2 separate regions of the Danio rerio genome follow, and region 2 is linked to region 1. Evidence: chromatin contacts called from public HiCAR-type data. All regions are on one chromosome and are shown on one strand. The core of a region is the stretch at or near the end of the contact, and the rest is flanking DNA. Distances in the headings are between cores, read along the strand shown.

What was found. HiCAR-type assays count read pairs that join an accessible place to other places.
Region 2: a HiCAR-type map of caudal fin shows a contact between it and region 1, with 6 times the contacts expected there. The contact joins the promoter of kdm1a here to the promoter of ptafr in region 1. A contact is called at or near these places in 1 of 18 Hi-C or Micro-C datasets (caudal fin) and 1 of 4 datasets of contacts at active chromatin or transcription factors (caudal fin).

Annotation. Positions count from the first base shown.
Region 1 is chr17:29,457,653-29,460,224 of GRCz12tu, forward strand. It overlaps ptafr (platelet-activating factor receptor), which reads right to left and starts at 1,292. Exons shown (of 2, transcript XM_001342336.7): 1 at 1,210-1,292. The region is part of intron 3 of LOC141378579; the gene reads left to right.
Region 2 is chr17:29,583,751-29,586,322 of GRCz12tu, forward strand. kdm1a (lysine (K)-specific demethylase 1a) reads right to left here and starts at 1,292. Exons shown (of 21, transcript NM_001242995.1): 1 at 1,267-1,292. tmem30b (transmembrane protein 30B) reads left to right here and starts at 1,925. Exons shown (of 8, transcript NM_001002179.1): 1 at 1,925-2,008.

The DNA of each region.
Region 1 (2,572 bases), core at 42-2,541:
AACATCTGTTTTCTCTGGCGCACAGCGAGAACAGATATGCATTCTTTTTTCTTATCGTTACATTTACTGAAAGCTACAGCATTTGGGTTTTTGTATCATTGCATATTTATCTGCAATCTCCTATAAGCAGGAAGTGAATCAGTGAAGCTGCATTTTATGTAAACCACGACCCTATGCTACAACAGTAGTTTCAAAGGACTTATGTCAGATTACCATCACACTTCTTATGCAAAATTCTTGAAACAGATTTTCTAGTTGCATTCATTTATTTGTGCATGTGTTTCTTATTCTTTTAATACACATACAGACAGCAAATTCTTGACTTTAATTTTTTTTTAGTTTCTATCACCACCCATGATATTAACTGGACATTATTTATCAATTATTTAGCAACCGAAAAGTATTATGAGAACCCAAACACTACTGAGTAGAATGGGGGAAAACTTGATATTGCATATATACTTTTAAACACGTCGCATATTTAAAATTTATATAGCATCGTCGTCGTGGCATCATTATACAGTAGACTTTCTGTCTGAAATGCTATTTGTGGTTTTATTAACTTTTTACTAAGCAAAAAAAATATTATTATACTTTAATTTTGTTAACAGGACAGAATTCACAGACACAGCACCTGTTACACCTAGCTCCGGGTTCCCCTAAAATATAGTTTTCAGCACCACATATGTGCCATTATTGCTTATTTGCATTGCAACATCCGCACTGTTCTGACGACATGCTTTCCATTTAGGTATTTCATCCCACGAGGCATCTTTATTGCCTATGAAACATACAGTGGGCTTTTCCGGCATTACATGTTCCTCGTTTACATTGTGGGAATTTTGTTGTCTTACACCAATAAACGTGTTTCGCAATACGCAAAACAGAACAATGATCGTTAACGTATTGTAGTTGTAATGAAGCACCAACAAACTCTTGAGATAAAAAAAAGATACATGTAGGACTATGACAGTTCGACTCGCTTTTTCTGAGTCGTATGATATCTGAACAAAATTTTGACTAAGCAAGACGATGAGACAAGAAGTAAACACGAGTAGCCTATATACTGTGAGAGATAGCATCTAACGTTAGTATGTCACATAAGAAGCGAGCGGTTTTTGTCACTTCATCGCCCACAGTACAGACACGGTGTAAGTAGCTTTTTTTATTTGAGAATGAGCATAAAGTTGCATTTATCCTTTGACCTACCTTATAAATGCCAGTGAGTGAAGGTGCTGCTCGCGCTGCTCTTTTAGAAACTTTCAACTCTTCGTCGTATCTGAAACGCAGTTACACCTCTTTCTTTCACGCCTTCAGCTCTCTCTCTCTCTCTCTCTCTCTCTCTCTCTCTCTCTCTCTTTCTCTCTCTCTCTTTCTCTAGATGTAGCCAAGGAAATTAAACTAAATAAGCAATAAAATAAAATAACAAGTGTGAGAAAGTGTCATTTGGTGTGCCATAGCAAAAAAAGAAAAACTCATAATAATGTACAAATATCATAAGAACGATTTATCTTTATTGTTGGACACTTCTTAATATAGTGATATTTATTGTATATGAAAATACATAATAATTTTCATCTTTTTAAATATTTTTCTTTTTTATCAACATTTTAATAACCATGTGTCACAACAAAATGTAACAATTAGTGGTTCCAAAAAAAGTAATATTTTATTAAGAAAAAATAGGGGACAGGGGGAGTCATAGTGGCGCAGTGGGTAGCATGATTGCCTCAGCAAGAAAGTCGCTGCAGTGTCTCTTTCCCCCACAGTTCAAAGACATGTGCAATAGGTGAATCGAATAAGCTAAGTTGTCTGTAGTATATGTGTGTGTCTGAGTGTGAATGGGTGTTTACCAGTGTTGGGTTGCAGCTGAAAGAGCATCCGCTGCGTAAACATATGCTGGATAAGTTGGCGGTTCATTCTGCTGTAGCAACCCCTGATTAATAAAGGGACTAAGCCGAAAAGAAAATGAATAAATGAATGAAAATAAGTGCAACTTTACACTTTTTTTAAAACAAAAATCATAACTATCAAGGAAATCATTGCAAATGTAGCACATTCTTATTAAAAGCAAATATGTTTGCAAAATTTATAATTATTGACACCCTTATGAATTTATATAAGAAATATATTTTTTGAGGAATCTTTCATTGCTATTTGACTTTTGGTCAGATTACTATAGCTGCAAAAATACAAACAAGGAACAGTCTGATCAGGCTGTTAAAATAAATGTCAAAAATCATTCTGACAATACAGCTGACTCTTCAGGAAGCAACTGAATTAATTTTTGTTCAATTTGTTACTGTTTTTTATTTGCATGTGTTTTATTAATTTGCATGTATTTCAGCTCTCTCAGCCACCTTTGGATCATAATCATGGGGGAAACACTTTAAGTTCAATTCAATTCATTTTTTTTCTATTGTGCTTTTTTACAATGTAGATTGTGTCAAAGCAGCTTAACATTGATGACGGAAAGAGAATAAAAACCATAACAACAGCCCCGATTGCGGAGACTAGAGGTAGAATGCTGGTGTACTTCTAACTACATTAAAGCGCACCCATTTTACCCCTT
Region 2 (2,572 bases), core at 42-2,541, 130 kb after region 1:
TAATAGAGAAAAGAGCTGAATGCATGTATACCAACAATAGACAACCAGAGGCCAGAATATTTAAATATCTATAGATCATGACTATATTAGACTCCTCATATACCAAACATATTTAGAATGTGCGATCACAGAGCACATGTACAAATGGCCTACGTGTGAATGACTATCCTCAAACATCTTTGGAGTAACAATATTTTTTATTTATCGTCCTCATTTAATCATGATTTAAATTTGTCTATAAAAGATATAGTTCTGTATTTCTCGGGTAATGATCATGCTCTCGATCTTATTGTAAATTTTTTATACACAAATAAGTTGCTAAAAACAATACCTATATTTAATACTTTCCTTGTCGAAGTTTCGTACTATATTGAATTTCTTAAGCTTATTAATAATAAGAAAAATAATACGTTTCTTAAAGCTTATGATAATGTTTTTTTCTTAATGATTGAGGCTTTGTAATTTAATTTTTTTTCTTTCTTTATTTTTGTGTTGTTTTTTTCTTCAATGCAGTGATATTATTCTTGTATTCAATAAAAAAAAAACAATGACTATCATCAAAACAACATGAGGTTTGCATACGTTTAATGTCGACGTTGTGCACCTGCCGTTTGTAAACAAACAAATTACTTTGAAAGGAGCCTATACGAGTAATGATCACATGTTCATTATGATTATGTATTATTACTGAACGTATTGTTTATATTTTGGCTCAATATCTCTGCTCAACAGATCGTGAACAAACCGTTACACAACGTTCACAAATGCTCTAGCATTATACCCAAATAAACAGATGTTTGACCTGCATTAAAATTCGACATGAACATAATTGCCTTTATCGGTGTTTAGCTTTACACCTGTAACGTTAATGTATCTTAAACAGTTTAGATGTTTTAATTGTGCTAACGTTAGCAGAGAAGAAAATCCACAAATTTATGATCAGAACATCAATCGCAGCTCTGAATGTTAGCTAAGCTATTAAAAATGTTTTTCATAAAACGTTCAAATAAAACATATTTTGAAACTATGATGAAATAAGGGAATAACGTCAACTGATGTTCTGATGCAGTGGCTAGCTAAAATGCTATTGCTAGCGGCACGAGCTTTTCATAATGCTTACACAACTAACGTTATTTAAAACATTCAAGCTCCTCTTTGCTAATTTTAGTGTAAATCATACTAAATGTTTGTAACTGGTATGCGTTAATCTCATTTTACGTGTTAGGCTTTGTTTATATATGAAAAAATAATATTTTTCATATTTACCTCCTCGCTGCTGTGGGGGGTTTCACACAAAGAAACAGACGACTGTCCCTGCTGGAATCACACAGCCAATCAGAGTAGACGCTGAAAGTAAACGGGTGGGATCTTAATCGTTCAGCATTGTAATTGGCTAAAAATACCATCAATCAAATGTTGCGGAAAGTAAGGTCTAGTAGGTTATACAAATTCTGCTTGCACGTTTCACCTGTATGCAAAATGTATACTCTGAATCAACAACATAAAATGTAAATTCGGGATCATCAGAGAACCCCAGTAAACATGCTAGGGTGACACAGATTGTCTTAAAATAATTTATAATTAAGTCGCCTACACTAACATAATCTGAAAGATTAACATGCTGAATACTATATCATATTAAACAATTTTTTATAAAAACATGTCTACAAGCTGCAAATTCAGAATTTTATGAAACTAATATTAGCCAGTTAATATCAAGTTTAGATGTCTAAACCATAGACTGTAAAATAAACGATATATGTCTAAACGATATATATCATCTAAAAATAATTAAACCACCAGTCTAATCCGGGAGGGGTCAGCGGTGTGACGTATGTGAAATAGGAGGAGCATACGAAAGGCGGAAAAGCTGACCCAGGTGTTGAACAAGTAAAACAGGTACGGGACTTTGTGAAGGTGTGTCTTTTGTTTTTCGATGTAATTTACGATTTTATAAAAGAGGGCATCTAAGAAAAGCCGCACTGCAAACGCCAAACTCTTTTTTGAGGTGAGTTTTGTTTTCTATGGCTTTAAGACTCCTACTCTTAAAACTGTGATCATCAGTGATTGAGGTTTTTGAAGCACGGGTTTGTTTGTTTTCCTGCGATTGTCATCGGTTGTTGTTTTACTGTCGGTTACTCTCAAGGGAATTAACCTTAACTGTAATCAAAATAAGTTATTAGAAGAAGACCGTTAAGAGACATACATTGGTCAATTAATAATAAACACATTACTTTTTAGTCAAATGTAACAAACCAAAACAATTTATACGTAACATTATTTGTGACTCAATCAGCCAATCAAAATTGGTGTTTGCTTATAATAGAAATTGTTTAAACACTTCATTCTGTTCTGTGGAGTTTTAGCAATATAACTGTTGATGTTGCTATACAATTACAATTTACAATTGGCTCTGCAGTTTTTTGTACTGTACTGTGACCTCTTGTCCATTATATTGATTCATTATTTTAAATATACTACCATGAAAATAATTAAGACTTCTTGAAAACTCTGTTTCTCAGGATTTACATTTTTTTTTAAATGTGTTTTAGTACATTTTTCTTCAACTTTC